Linked DNA regions of Mus musculus: regions 2, 3 and 4 are each linked to region 1. A link is a contact called in public Hi-C and promoter capture Hi-C data. All regions are on one chromosome and are shown on one strand. Each heading gives the region's core, a stretch centred on a gene start, on an enhancer-like site or on the middle of the called end of the contact. The rest is flanking DNA. Distances are from core to core; before and after follow the strand shown. Region 1 has its middle 58 kb from the start of Gm31333. Region 2 has its middle 7.1 kb from the start of Allc. Region 3 overlaps Trappc12 (trafficking protein particle complex 12). Region 4 has its middle 71 kb from the start of Gm31650.

What was found. Promoter capture Hi-C pulls out the DNA fragments that hold promoters and counts their contacts. Hi-C and Micro-C count contacts between places; a contact is called where the count stands out from the background.
Region 2: a promoter capture Hi-C map of hippocampal neurons shows a contact between it and region 1, with 2.4 times the contacts expected there. The contact joins two enhancer-like sites. A contact is called at or near these places in 4 of 39 promoter capture datasets (embryonic stem cells, hematopoietic stem and progenitor cells and hippocampal neurons), 1 of 15 datasets of contacts at CTCF or cohesin (embryonic stem cells), 15 of 484 Hi-C or Micro-C datasets (cardiomyocytes, cerebellum, cerebral cortex and 3 more) and 3 of 115 datasets of contacts at active chromatin or transcription factors (all in embryonic stem cells).
Region 3: a contact with region 1 is called in a Hi-C map of cerebral cortex, with 2.0 times the contacts expected there. The contact joins two enhancer-like sites. A contact is called at or near these places in 6 of 484 Hi-C or Micro-C datasets (cerebral cortex, cortical neurons, embryonic stem cells and 3 more) and 9 of 115 datasets of contacts at active chromatin or transcription factors (astrocytes, differentiating embryonic stem cells, embryonic basal ganglia and 1 more).
Region 4: a contact with region 1 is called in a Hi-C map of forebrain, with 4 times the contacts expected there. The contact joins two enhancer-like sites. A contact is called at or near these places in 3 of 484 Hi-C or Micro-C datasets (cerebral cortex, cortical neurons and forebrain) and 3 of 115 datasets of contacts at active chromatin or transcription factors (astrocytes, differentiating embryonic stem cells and embryonic basal ganglia).

The regions. Positions count from the first base shown.
Region 1 is chr12:29,081,934-29,085,563 of GRCm38.p6, reverse strand. No RefSeq gene overlaps it. Among named protein-coding and RNA genes, the nearest start is that of Gm31333, 58 kb to the left of the region's middle. Within about 2 kb of position 2,008, at least 57 of the 459 cell types and tissues checked have an H3K27ac peak or open chromatin away from gene starts, as enhancers often do. A contact at or near this core is called in cerebellum, cerebral cortex, cortical neurons and 3 more, where this site is marked.
Region 2 is chr12:28,587,857-28,591,486 of GRCm38.p6, reverse strand. No RefSeq gene overlaps it. Among named protein-coding and RNA genes, the nearest start is that of Allc, 7.1 kb to the right of the region's middle. Within about 2 kb of position 1,981, at least 93 of the 459 cell types and tissues checked have an H3K27ac peak or open chromatin away from gene starts, as enhancers often do. A contact at or near this core is called in cerebellum, cerebral cortex, ganglionic eminence and 1 more, where this site is marked.
Region 3 is chr12:28,699,163-28,702,792 of GRCm38.p6, reverse strand. It overlaps Trappc12 (trafficking protein particle complex 12), which reads left to right. Exons shown (of 12, transcript NM_178811.5): 8 at 1,184-1,257. Among named protein-coding and RNA genes, the nearest start is that of Mir6937, 22 kb to the right of the region's middle. Within about 2 kb of position 2,067, at least 94 of the 459 cell types and tissues checked have an H3K27ac peak or open chromatin away from gene starts, as enhancers often do. A contact at or near this core is called in cerebral cortex, cortical neurons and forebrain, where this site is marked.
Region 4 is chr12:29,366,687-29,370,316 of GRCm38.p6, reverse strand. No RefSeq gene overlaps it. Among named protein-coding and RNA genes, the nearest start is that of Gm31650, 71 kb to the left of the region's middle. Within about 2 kb of position 1,791, at least 113 of the 459 cell types and tissues checked have an H3K27ac peak or open chromatin away from gene starts, as enhancers often do. A contact at or near this core is called in cerebral cortex, cortical neurons and forebrain, where this site is marked.

The DNA of each region.
Region 1 (3,630 bases), core at 759-3,258:
TACCCACCCCCAAACCCAATAAAATAAAATAAAATAAAATAAAATAAAATAAAATAAAGCTAGAAACAAAACCAGCATATGATTCAGTGAGTATGTATCCAACAGAAATGAAGACAACATTGGCACTCATGTCCATTACTGCTCTGCTTACTGTGGAATCAACTACAATGTCTACTGACTAATGAGTGGATAAAGAAAATGTAATGTGGATGCATAGATGGCTCTATGCATACGTACACACGTGGAATATAATTCAACCATGAGAAAATTAGGTTCTGCTACTTTTAGCAACATGGGAAGAAAACTTGACCTTATAGTGTGACCATGTATAGACACTTCAAAGTTCAAAGCTCATCTCAGAAAAGTTACTCAACCTGAGAAGGAAGGAGGCATGGATGACCCAAACAGGCAGTTGTGTAGAATGACTTCTAGTGTGTTCTGGTGTTCACTGGAGCAAACATGGATCTGTGGCTTCTATAGAATACTGGCAAAGATTCCTACTACAGGAAGACTGTGTTGAGCTATCATGTTTAAAAACAAACCACAAATAAATCTAACCAGATTCTCTTTAAAACACATGTAAATCAAATAGGAGCAACAAAATTTCCCACTTTGTTTTCTCTTCTGAATCCCCTATTTGTGCAACAGTAAAAGAACCCAAGGGGCTGGAATTCAGAGGAAGAAGCCACACGGCAGCTACAGCTGACAGTATTCAGCAGAATACTTCAGACTAATAGATTACAGATATTCTCAGGGTACAGAAATGATGTGCCTCAAGTGACAGGTGTGGCAATGACCCCAATCTTATCATTACACAGGGTCCATGTATTGAAATGTCACACAATAATGCATATGTACAGCCAGCCTCATCAGTTGAAAATAAGAGATGTATTAAAACACAAATGTAGGTCATGAACATGGTAGTGATTTCCAGTAGTTAAAATTGATGCTATGCCTGGTGCTTTCTTCTCTCTCAGACCCACTGCTCACACAGAGTCATCACGTGTAAAAAGGACTCTGCTCTGGCCTGTAGCACAAATTGGGGTGTGCCTTCTTCCACATCCTGGCGCCCTGATTCCTTCTTCACGTTGTCATCTGTAACACCCATCTCAGAGACTCTCCATCTTTGCTCACCACCCCACCCCACCAGGGCTCTCTTGACAGAGCAAAAACAAGACACAATTGAACGCATCAAATCCCGCGTGCTAAATCATATGTGAGCGTTTGCGTGCCGTCAAGCAATCAACTTCTCTCTGTCCTCCCTTCTGAAGCCCCCTCTGTATTGCAGCAGAGAATCCAAAGGGTTGCGATTTAGGAGAAAACCCCGGGAGGCCCCCATCACAAGTGGGTGTTGCGGCTCTGAGCTGAGAGAAGCCACAGAACCAGACTGCAGCCTGGCACACGCCGCCACTCTCCCTCTTTCTGCTGCCGATTGCCCACGATGAGGATGCCCGCCCAGGCTGGCAGAAAGTGCTTATCAGAGAATGTTCCCTGGCTGATCATAACTGATGCAGTGTGCTGTGTCAAATCGCTTCCTGTTTCCTGACTGCGGATGAGAAAGTGTGATCAGAGCAGAGAGCCTTTGCAACAGCTCAGAGCCATCACCCGGAACAGGTGCAGTCTCCCTCCATGCCTCCTACTCAGCCTGGCTGACACCCACCCCCATCCGGGGCTGGTCTTGGCTCACTGTAGAAAAGCTGTGGACTGGTTTGGGGAGACACTGAGATAGACTCCACAGCAAATAGCTCCCCCGGAGCAAGCTTGTGGGTCTCAGCTTCTACAGGATGCCAGCTTGGATTCTGCAGGACTCTCCATGTGAAGCTACTAGGTCTAAGAAAGCACCTCCTTCCATGGATGACCTCAGCGTGTTCCTTCCACCTCACTACCCTTGCTCATATTCATCATCAATCTTCGTCCACTTAGGGACCTCCCTTGGAGCAGGCACTCAGACATGCTCTTTGTTTTATTCTCATTCTCCACATGAACAAAAGGAGCCTCCTAGAAGTAAACAGTGAGGTCATATGGCTGTAAGCATCAGGGCTTGTCCTGGACACACTGCCCTAGTGTCCCTACAGTGTCCTCCCATCTGCCTGCTGTACCTTACCCAGCATCCACTAAGTCCCTCTCATTTGCTATTGTTACAAGTGCTAAGCTGCAATGGATTTTAAAACACTGATCACTCTCTCTGTCATTACACAACCGCTACCGTTCAAATGAATGGAGCTAGACCTAAAGTTAGACAGCTAACAAAGGTGTATCAGATAGAAAAGGGGGCAGTAAGTAAGGAAATGTAGACAGACTGGGCTACGAGGTCATGGCAGGTGAATGAGCCTCCCTGGGACAGAAGCACCAGAGGGAAGACAGAAGTTTCCAAATATGTCTGGAAGAAGAGTCTCCCAGAAGATGCACTGTGGGGTGCCCACATGAAGAGACAGGGGAGGGACTGAGGAAGCTAGGAGGATGAAGACAGCCAAGGCCACTGTAGGTGACAGTGAGTTCCCAGGGAATCAGACACCGCAGTGAAGACCTCAGGCGTTTTTTTTCCTGGGTTTGACAGGCACTAAAAAAAACGTTCCGAGCAGCAAGCCAAGGAGACCAGATATTGTTGGACTAGGACTTAAATCTTCAAGAGCAGCAGTTGAGAAACTCGGGAGACTGTACCAAAAAATCCAGGGGAAGGTAATAGGCCAGGGTGGTGGGGAGCCAGTTAGCGCTGAGTTCTTTTCAGGTAGCAGGGTAGGAAAGCCCAGAGCTTTGACAGCTACAAGTCACCGGCTTTCATAAAGCAGGCACAAGCCCAGCTTGGGAACTTCAGAAATAATGTGTGCTTGGAATGAAGCCCTTCTTCTAATGCAGGAAAGCCTACTGAAGAAGAAGTGAGATGGTGCCATGCCCCACCACCGAGGGGCATGTCCACTTGCCCCCTGCCAAGGCACACTCCCATCACTGTGCCATGCACTTTGAAGCTCTGTTTGCTTTGCTTTAGTTTGTTTTATGCCTTCTCATAAGCAATCCAAACCTTGCATTTGGGGCATCCCCTCCCTCTGCTTTTTTACTGATTCTGAATATCACTATATATTTTACAGTCTGAGGCAGTTTTTTTTTTAATTTTATGTAAGTAGAATTATAGTCTCTGTCTTTCTTCATTTCTTTTCCTACTCATGATTCTTTTGAGATCTATTCATCTGGTTTCTATTGATTTGGTCTGTTGGCTGCTCTGCTGTGTGCCACCCGTTTTATGTGCAGGCAACAGCTTCTTCATTTCCCTGCCAAAAGGCACCCAGGTCATCCCACCAAATCACAAATGCTCCACGAGTATGCAAAGCTTCACGGCCTGCATGTCTTTACGCACTTTGTAAGACGGTGTGTCATTGTTATGAGCCAGGAAATAGAACTTCTGGGTCAGTGGTACTGTCACATTCCACTCAGATCTTTTCAAAGATTTCACGAAAGCAAGGGTCCAGAGTCACCTTGACCAGCAGAAATGGCTCCTGTCTCTGCAGCGGCTACCCTCACTAGAATCAAAAGCTTCTAATTGACCATCCCCTTCCTAATAACAAGTCCATTACCAGGATTTTAAAGTTTCAGCCATCTAATGATTATGAAATATGCCTTGTTTATTTCATTTTT
Region 2 (3,630 bases), core at 732-3,231, 490 kb after region 1:
CTGGGGGAATGATACCACGCCTGGGGGACAATGCTGTCGGTAAGTCCTCAGAGATTTCAGTCTTGATCTGGCATAGCCGAGCCTGTGTTCATTTTCCCAAAGGAAGCAGAGCTCCCCGCTCCCCTATGTTCTGTTCATTGGAATCCCCTTCAGAAAAGACAAAGATAGGCTGGGGCGAAGCTTGTGTGAGCACCTTTGAGCATGTATGGGCACACCTTAATTAGGTATTGGTAGGAAGAGTGGAAACCCCCTCTGGTCTCTGAATCTACCTTGTTCCACGAGTGGTTTGTCTCTCAGTAGTCAGTGGTTTGCCTGTTCTGGCTTCTCTGAGGGTTGACATTCTAGACTGGGCTTTGGGGACTCCTGGGACTTCTTCTTACATGCTATTTCCACAGATTCATGCTACAGACAGGGCTGCACTTGTATCCAGTCTCCTCATCATGTGGACGTGCCGGACATTATCTGAAGGAGAAACCAACCAGGAAGTTGGGCTCCACCGTTATGATTTTGATGGTCAGCTCTCAGTTCAAGCCTGGAAGCTTTCTGCAGGGGAGGCAAGAGAGGGTCTACTGAAGGAGGAGCAAGTCAGGGTGAGGGTGCCAGGGAGCATTCATGGGTGGTCTAGCCTCATCCCTTACAAGTCTGCCTCTCAGCGGTCAGTGTGGCGAACAGCATCCTTCTGCATCTTCCCTCTTAGGGGTGGAGTTAGCTGTCGAGTGGCTGGGCTGCCTTCAACGTGCTTGAGTAACATCTTGACATATATGGCAGTCAAATGGGAAAGAGACTCTACCCGGGTCCAGTTAAGCATCCACAGTGTGTGAGACTGCTCTGCTCCAGGTCGGGGTGGGGGATGGGCATGTCTTCGGACCCAGATGGCCCTGGAGAGCACTGAGGAGGTGTCTACATCTCCCTGCTCACCCGTGGCATCTGCTGCCCGTGGAATCTCTCCCTTGCCTCGTGTCCACTTATCCTGGAGGCGAGGGTGAGCCTTGGAGTCTTCTGTGTGAGAGTGCTGCCGTATAACCGGGTAGAGGGTCATCAGGGACGCCCTCTAGCCTAGTTCTCAGTGCTCCGGGGGCTGCCTGAGGGAATTTTTTATCTTCCTGTACAGTGGGATCTGTCTGCCCTCCCTTCTCTCCTCCCCTTCCCTTCTCCAACATGAACGCCTTGACCTCTTGAAGTCAACTTGAGCGAGCAGCTGTATGTTCACAGCAACTGGCCCAGCCATGTCCCAAGCTGGGATGAGACATTTACATGCATATTTTGCATTACAATTCATAACAGTAGCAAAATTACAGTTATGAAGTAACAACAAAATAATTTTACGAATGTAAGTCACCACAACATGAGGAACTGAATTAAAGGGTTGCAGCACTAGGAAGGTTGCGAACCATTGCTCTAGGATGTCTTACAAACTTACTCTCATACCTAGGCTTGCATCGGCATTAATACCTAACTGGAACGGAAGGTGAACCAGAGCTCTGCTCTGCTCTGCACCTTATGGGAGATTAGAAGTACCAGGCACCTTGTAGTTTCCTCTGTTAAGCTCCATTTAGGCAAATTTGTGTTAATATAAAACATAGCAACGGCGTTCTAGCCATTGTTTATACCTGGTACATTTACATTACGGTGACTGCTTTGAAGCAGATCAGGTTAGGTACAAACACCTGGGCGCGGAGCCAGACCTCCGTCCTGAATTCCCTTCCCGAGATTCAGGAGGGAACCTCAGTTCAGACCGGGGGCGGGTGGGGGCGGGGCTGGCTGCGCAGCAGGGCTGTGGCGGCTCAGGCGAGAGCTGAGATTCATTAGGTGCCGCAGTGAGGCGTGACCGGAAAGCTGGCGTGGGTGTCCTCTTTAGAATCCTCTGAGGAGTACAGGCTGAGATAAGATGAGCAAAGAGACAGCCTCGGGCCGTGGGTCAGGGATGTCAATGCATGGTGCCACACTGCCACCCAGTGGGAAAGATAGAGAAAGCCAGAGAGGTTTGCCCAGCTGGAGGAGTGCCGGGGCACTAGCAAATAGTCTCTGGTCGGTCGGTAGGTCTGTCTGTCCGCCTGTCTGTCTCTCTTTCTCTCTCTTGTGCATGTGTTCAAGAACGAGGGAGTATGACAGGGAAAAAAAAGGGAGAGGGAGAGTCAGTAAGAGAGAAAGGGAGAGGAGAGGGAGAGAGGCAGAACAAAGGAGGGCAGAGCAGTGGGGAAGGAGAACTCTAGGCTAGGAAGGGAGGCCAAGGCCATGGTGCCCTTCTTCAGAAAATGGCTCCATCCATACCTATCTCTGTGGTTTTCCACCCTCAAGAGACCACTGGAGTGTGTTTGCACAAGCCTAGTGGCCATTTAGGCAGAGCGAATGTAAAGCTAGTTAGGAACGCCCTGGCCATGGCTGTAGGTGGAGGGATGTGGCATGTCTAGATTCCATGGCCAGCACCTTGAAGTCCCAGTGCAAAGGTTCACCCAGGCTGGTGGAAAAGATCCTGGGAGAGATGGATGTAGGGTACTTCTGCTCTGTCGGGCTCAGCTCTATCATTTCTCTCACGGGCAGCCATTCACCTGGCCGTTCCAGCTGATCAGGCTCTCCTCTCTAGCCTACATGTCACACAGTGACTGAAGGATGTCTGGGAACCCTGAGAGCAAATTCTGTTATTGTGTGCCCACAGGGGAATGTGGCCGGGAGGAAGCTGAGCCCTGCGCTCTCCTAGTTTGCTTCTCCGTGGCTGTGATAACACCACCACCAGAATCAGCTTGAGGAAGAAAGGGTTTATTTGGCTCACAGGCCACACAGTTCATCATGAAGGGGAGATAGGGCTCAAGCAGGAACCTGGAGGCTGGGACTGAAGCAGAAGCCATGGAGGGATGCTGCTTCCTGGCTTGCCCCGCGACTTGCTCAGCCTGCTTCCTTACAGAACACAAGACCGCCTGCTCAGGGTGGCACTACCCAAAGTGAGCGGGTCCCTCCCACATCAATCACACATCAAGAAAACACCCCACAGACTTGCCTATGTGCAAATGTGATAGGGGCAACTCCTCAACTGAAATCTCAGGAAATTCTAGCTGGGGTCCAGTTAAAAACACAAGCAGACAGCTAACCACTGACCCAGTCAACAGGTTCAACCCAACTCACTTAAACAGACCTATTCCAAAGCGGATGCTACTTAAGCTGTAAGTAGAAAGATCAGTTTGGTAAATTCACACAGAAATAAATTGCTGGGAAGCCACAGGAACAACCTGATGCACCGGTTATGGAAGGAACAAAACCCATGAATCACATTGCATACATTGCGTGCAGATCTGTGTGGGTTCCTTGGCTACTGTGGCTGTGGATGCTGTTGCCAGGCTGCTGAGACTGTTGCCATGGAAGCTGGCTTACTGATGTGCCTGTACATCACTGCTTTCCCACACAGAGCCTGCAGGCAAATCTGTGTGTCTCCGTACCTGGGGTCAGGGCCACATGTGATGCACAGATTGTGCACCGCACAAGTCCAAAACAAAACAAAACAAAACAAAACAAAAAAACCCCGTCAGCCTGTGTGCATCTGTGCTCTGCTCTGGAGACAGAGGTCCTGGAAAAGCATGCATTTATCCAGTTTCTGTTTTGGAAGGAAAGTCCCTAAGTGGGATGGTGGCAACTATA
Region 3 (3,630 bases), core at 818-3,317, 380 kb after region 1:
AAACAAAGATAATAATAATAAAATCATAATAATAATTAATAAGTGAATAAAACCTCCAGCACTGTGATAAGGCCTCATCTGAGGACTTTACCTAACCTCCCAATGCCTTTCCAAGGACCCCCCATTTCAGATACCATCAACATGTGGCTTTAGGGATTATATCCCCAGTATGTAACTTTGTGTACACATATCTACCACAGCAGTTATTCTGGCTACAGCATGCTGAATACATGCCAGTCCCTTTCAGCACGTTTATAATTCCCTGGATTTGAAGGGTTGGGTGTGTATGTGTGCTGTGTGGGTGATTTATATGTGGTGTGTGCATGTGTGACGTGTGTGTGTACATTTACATGAGTATATCCTGCTATTAACTAGGCTCTGACACCCAAAGGTATGAATGTATCTGCTTGCCCTAGCTGATGTAAGCAGTGTAGTCCCCAGCTCAGCTCTTACTCCTGATGACCCAGGAACCATCAGTCAGCCCTCCCCTCACTTCAAATGTCTGTGAAGGGATCATTCCAACACAGAGGGGGAGAACCAGTGTGAAAACCAAAGAGATGGCCAGTGAAGGTTCTGAACCAGAACAGAAGATGGCCGGTATCAGATGTGAGCAGAGGTGCATTGTTCACGGTCTACTGCATCCATAGCGGTGGGTACTGGACTTATCCTGTCCTCTCATGGAGCGCTTTTATGGCCACTTCTGGTGTCCATCCTCAGTAAAGCCTGTGAAAAAGGCAGACCAGCGTTGTTCCAATCTGAAACTAAAGGCCTAGGGAAGTGGTCAGTTCCAGGTTGTAGGGACTAAAACTGCCACCAGGCCCGGGGTTCTCCGCAGCCGCTGGACACGAGCAGGCGATGTGCATGGGTCAGCTTCTGCCCTGGGCAGCAGATGCTGTCTCTGCATCAGACGTGTTCACAGGTTTAGGATTGTGGCTTAGAAGTGAGCTCCTGATGACTGCTTGAGCTGGGCTATATTTCTTGCTGCATCTGTGCAGATGGTCTCTTATGGGAGCCCACTCTGGGCATCCCACTGAGAACACTGTCCTCTGTCTCCGGTTCTTGGGGAGGCCTGGTAAGGTTAGGCGGGGAGGCGGGGGGCTTTGTGTCAGCACCCAGAGTGTAGCAGTTGCCAGCTCGCAGGAGCACACTTGCTTGTGCACACTCACGCCTCTCTCTCCCGCAGCCTCTGTTCAGCTGTGGAGGTCTCGTCTGGGCCGTGTGCTGTACTCCATGGCAAACTGTCTGCTCCTGATGAAGGTATGTGGGCGGCTGAGCTGTAGAGCACCTTGTTCTAGCAGACAGTGTCAGCTAGAGGCTGCAAGGAAGTGCTGCGTGTTCCAATAGGCCTGACAAGGAAGTGAGCCGTGGGCCTCAGCAGTCTTCAGTGTGGCCTAGATTGCTCAGTAGAGTTCACTCACACTTGGGGGCCTAACTTGTCGTTGTAAAATTTCCACAGAAAACAGTTTATATTGCTGAATTTAATTGCACGGGCCTAGGTCTAAACAGTCTAATTAAAACTGCTCACTCCGCCCGAAAATGGGCGTTTTCCTCTGAACTCCATCCAGAAAATCTCACCTTTGTTCTGATTGTTTTACTGTGAGGGTCATTTTTTAATGATTGATGGATTTGACATCTGAAGGCAGTCTTTCCCACCAGACCCTCTTGTGAGGACCTCACCCCGAGCTGTGCACCTGAGGAGCCAGTGTGACTCGGGGAGCTCTGCCGGGCTGTCAGTCACTGAATTTCCAGTCCATTCTCCACGTGGGCCCTGCCAGCGGGTTTTCAGCTTCTCTCTCATTTCAAATACATCCCATGCCTGGCTTGCCTCCCGCCCTGGGCACGGGTGGCCTGCCACAGAGCTGGCGGCCTTGCTGCCAGCTGCAGGCAGGCACTGAAGCCGCCACGGAATCTGTCAGCAGCAGACGCCCAGAGCAGCGCTGTTAACACCTTCCGAGCTGTGGTGAGACGGCTCATCAGCTCATCCTCAGCCAAGGTCGTCCTGCTCTGACTGAGCGGCCGCCAGCGGGCAGGTTACCAAGGGGAAGAGCGTGCTCCTCGCTTTAGAGCGACTGGCAGCCCTCCACGTGGCCAGCTCCTTGGACCTGGCAGGAAAGTCTGTGACCACAGCCCAGCCATAGGACAGTGTGTTTCCTCTGCACCTCTGCAGACAGGTGACGTGTGACATTGGGTGTAGACAGGCTCTTGTAGTAGGTGACCTTGACACAGAAGAATGGGTTTCCTAAAACCTCTCCAGCTGTCCTCACAGCTCTTTCCGACTCTTGAACACATTACAGCTTTTAGAAGTTCTGTGTGAGATATTTGCACATGGTCTGTTGCCACAGGGCCACTTTGTTCCTGGTATCTTCCCACATCCACCTCCCTGGTGACATCATTGCAGAGCCTCCCCCACCTCCCCATGGGCTGCAGCCCTCAGCCAAGGAGGGGCCTGCTTCCTTCTGTCCCACCGCCCCCTGTGAGGCCTGCCTCTCCTCACTGCTGTGGCCTGTAGCAGCCTGAGAAGGCACCGGGAGCCTCCAGTCTCCTGAAGTCTCTGAGCCTTGGTTGCCTTCTTAGGCTTGCAGCACTGGTGGTGCCCAGCCACAGGCTGAAGATGCTCAGGGAGGAAGTCGCTGCTCAGCTGCAGTGCACTCAGCTTGCCTTTCTGAGAGACTCTGTTAGAAAATAGTGTAACAAAAAACGCTTTCCTTTGTTTTACTGCAGTAGTGACACCGCCAGCAATGTAGGCACAGGCACCAAACGTCTGCCTGTGACATCCTGTCACCCAAGGTTCTGAACGGGACGGATTATCATGTCTCAAAAATACTTTCTCCATGGATGTAATTTAAATTAAAAGTTTGATTTAATCTTGATTTTCATGAGTTAAAGAAATGCTGTAAGGAAAGTGGATGTGAGCACATGCAGTCTGCTGCCATCTAGTGGACACGACAAGTATTGCCACAGTAGCTGGGCTGCATAGCTGGGGCCTGTGTGCCAGCTAACAATGACCTAATTAATCAGCCTTTTAATGATAAGAAATTTGCTCATATGTTCTAGTTCTGAGAGTCCCACTATATATTTCCAGGAACACCCGCTTGCAAGACAAAGCCCTTCGTTCATAAATGTGATATCCTGAGGTTTCACAGTAGCCATAAGATACCTGGACAGTTTTCAGCTTCACGTCCTTATACCTCCCACACAGCATTGACTATTGTGGCTTCTCTTTTGTGGGGAAGAGCCTGCCACACACAGGGTGCCTCCTCTTTGCTTGGAAAACACTACATAAAGCCTTTGTTGGCAACAGAACAGCCATTAATACAATTTAGCAGTCTCTCAGCCAATGCAGTTTTTAGGTGCAAGTCAGGCAAGAATGCTTTTGCCCACATATGAGTGTTTGTATTTCTATTCAAGGGCAGGTCAGTGTAGTCAGAAGAGTAGAGCGGACACACTACAAGAAGCTGTTGTCAGCTGGCCTCCAGGTTCCCAGAATGAGTGATTTCATTGACTAACAGCCAACTAGGTGGCCGTCAGTGACAGCCCTGAACACTCCCTCTAACCGCCCCCAGGCTTGTTGACACATGCTGACACTGATGCCGATAGCACCTGCCTGACAACCCCTTCTCTGCTGCTGCT
Region 4 (3,630 bases), core at 542-3,041, 280 kb before region 1:
TAAAAATAATAATAGGAGTTGAGTTTGAACTAGAAACAGCCAGCCAGCCACCACCACTAAGCTGGTTCCTCTGTGCAGAGTCTAGGAATCAGGGCGAGGCTGCCCTGAGATAGACTCTCAGAAGCTTCTCCATCTACTTCTACACCCTAGGAGCAAACTGAGAACTACAGACTGGCCTAGCAGCTCTGTGAGTGGCTGTGGGTTCAAAGCCATGCCTCCCAGCTTAGATGACCTTTCTCCTCAGCCGTCTAATCACCTCAGTGACCTCAGACCTCTGGTACAATGGGACACAGAGGAGGCTTGCAGCTCCCACAAACCAGGTCTAGACACAAACCTGGTGTCCAGCCATCTCTCCTCCCCGCCTCACCTTCATTTCTGTTTCTGACCACCACCCCTAGCTCTGCTGTTGTTGATGGACAGCACTTGGGAACTATCTGTCTTCAGTGTGAGAAGAACTAGCTTGACCAAACAACCACAGTGCCCAGCCCTCTCATCCAGCCCGTTAGCCAGTGTTTCTAAAGAGGAGGAAAATAAGGCCTGGCAAGTCATGATGGCTTTCTAGGCCAAAATTAGGGACAGGGTGGGTGGTCACTGGAACACTGGCACCAGTGAATGCTGCACCCCAAAGTGTAGCCTGGATGAGGATGAGTGAGACTGAGAGCTCACGGCATCCCTGAATTCTGTAGGCAGCACAGGTTGCATTGTCAGGGTAGTTGCTAGGACCTGGTTTGTGAGAAAGGCCATCTTTGTGGCATTGGCTCTGGAAACTCCTTAGGTAAGAGCTGGGGACCTCCCACTCTCATGACTGGACTGGTTATATCTAATCTCACCTTTGCAATAATGAATGCTTGCTTATCCATTGCCCAGGTGGTATGCACAACTGAGAATAGCTCTCAGAAGACCACCCTTTGTTCTGGAAAGAAGGTTCTCTGTGTGTGTCCCCAGGGGTCTGTGAAATTTAAGCTTCTGTCCAAAACATGGGCCTGAGGTTTGACATCAACTTCTAGAAGAACAAGAGATCCCACATAAGCCCGCTCCAGGGTCTGTGTATCATTAGGAGGTGTGGTGAAAGGCAGGGATGCATGCACAAGCAGAGGGGCTGCATCTCAGTGGAGAAGAAAACTTGGAAACGGACAAGGCATGTCCAGACCTTCTACTGAGCCCACCCCCCAGTGTGCACAAAACCTGGCCTGGGGGGATGCAGTGACCCCTCGGCTCTCTAACCAGCTCAGTGAGCTCAGACCTCTGATACAATGGGCAGCAAAGGAGGCTTGCAGCTCCCACAAACCAAGTCTAGACACTTGGTCTCCAGACACTCTGACTGCTGCCTCCAGTCTCCTCTCAGCGCTAGCTTCCTGACACCCCCACCAACACCCCACCCCCACCCTGGCCCGAGCTGTGGCGAGGAAGCTTGCATCCTTTCTTCACGTACCTGAGACCCTCTTCTCCTCCCTTTCTGGTGAGGTGAGAGAATGACCTGAATAAAGACAAAGAGGTAAGGGGTCTTCCCCACACCCACGAGATTGCCTGGGCCCATTTGCTGCATGGATGTCTGACAGCCCAGAGAGATCAGACAGCTGAACGCCCTTGCTGTCCTGGAAGAGGCGGGGAAGCCTCTGCATTGCTGTTCCAGGAATCCGCTCTGGAAAAAAGCCGCTGCCAGCTCTGAGTTCATTAAATGGCTTCTGCCGTATTAATCTTTTGTTTCTGCTTAATGGAGGTTACAGTGAATGGGAGGAGGTGAGTTCCCAGGGCACAGGGCTCAGTGTGGAATCACCATGGGAACGGCAGCTTGATCTCCATTGGGTGACTAGTTCCCGAGGCCCACTCAACATCCTCTTTAAGGGCTCAGAGTGCAGGCTGTACCCTGTTCATCAGTCTGCAGGCCAAAGGGAACAGAAGCAAACAGATCTGCAGGTCACTGGCTACCACGCAGCACTGGCCCCGTTCGTGCCCTTCTTGTCCCGGAGGGCTCTGCTAGTACCAGAGGGAAAACGCTGAGTCAGGAGCTTTCTGGCGAGCAAAGAGCATGTCCGTGGCCCTGCTTTCCCGGCAGACATTTTCTGAGCACGGAGGGCGAATCCAGCTGGCAGAGGAGCCGGGTTAACTAACCAGAGCCTGCAAGCCACAGGACCAGGGCTACATAGGGAGGCAGAGAATCAGAATCAGGGAAGCAGCAATAATCCCTGAGAAATACAACCCAGCAGCCCAAGGCATCCTGGGAACCAGAAGCGACTGAGAGTGGGCACAGTTGCTATGGTTTAACTGATCCTTAAGGACTGATGGGCGCTCGAGTTGTTTAATTCTGTTTTCTTTCCCCAGGTGTTTTCTTTCAGGTTCTTCTTAGAGCCTGAAAGCTGAACCAACAGTGCTGATACAGGAACAGGCAGGACCAAGGCCAGGGACAAGGGGCATGGAACTGAGAGAGAAGCTGGCTTTTCCAACTATAGGGACCCCACCTCTCTCTCTCTCTCTCTCTCTCTCTCTCTCTCTCTCTCTCTCTCTCTCTCTCTCTCTCTCTCTCTCTCTCTCTCTCTCTCTCTCTCTCTCCCTCCCTCCCTCCCTTTCTCCCCTTCTTTCCGTTCTTCTTTCTTTCTCTTCCTTCCTTTTTTTAAATTGGGTATTATTTTTTAATTTGCATTTCAAGTGTTATCCCCTTTCCCAGTTTCCTCTCTGGAAACCCCCTTTCCCATCCTCCCTCCCCCTGCTTCTATGAGGGTGTTCATCCACCCACCCACTCCCACCTCTCCGCCCTGCCATTCCCCTACACTGGGGCAGCGAGCCTTCACAGGACCAAGGACCTCTCCTCCCATTGATGCCAGACAAGGCCATTCTCTGCTACATATGTGACTGGAGCCATGGGTCCCTCCACGTGTACTCCTTGGTTGGTGGTTTAGTCCCTGGGAGCTTTTGGGGGGGGGCGGGTCTGGCTGGTTGATATTGTTGTTCTTCCTATGGGGCTGCAAACCCCTTCAGCTCCTTCAGTCCTTCCCCTAATTCCTCCATCGGGGTCTCCCTGCTCAGTCCAATGGATGGCTGTGAGCATCCGCCTCTGTATTTGTCAGGCTCTGGCAGAGCCTATCAAGAGACAGCTATATCAGGCTCCTATCAGCAAGCACCTCTTGGCATCCTCAATAGTGTCTGCATTTGGTGGTTGTATATGGGATGGATCCCCAAGTGGGGCACTCTGGATGGTCTTTCTTTTACACTTTCCTTCCTGCTCCACACTTTGTCTCTGTAAGTCCTTTAAACAGGAGCAATTCTGGGGTAAAATTATGAGAAGGGTGGGTGGCCCCATCCCCTACTGGGGGCCTTGCCTAACCTCTGGATATGATCTCTACAGGTTCTCCTTCCCCTTTGTTGGGCATTTCAGCTAATCTCATCCTTGTTGGGTCCTGGCATCTGGAACTTGCTGGTGGCTAACCCCAGCTCCCCATCCCCCATTGCTATACACCTCCATTCAAATTCCTGACCATCTATATATCATCCTCATTTCCTCCCATACCTGATCCTGCCCAGTTAGAACATTTTACCCTGATCGTCTAACTGCAGTCACCTCTGGTCCTGCGGACTGGAGTTTTGCTGTAAGAACTTAGGATGAACACAGTTCAGCCAGGCACATCTAAGCTC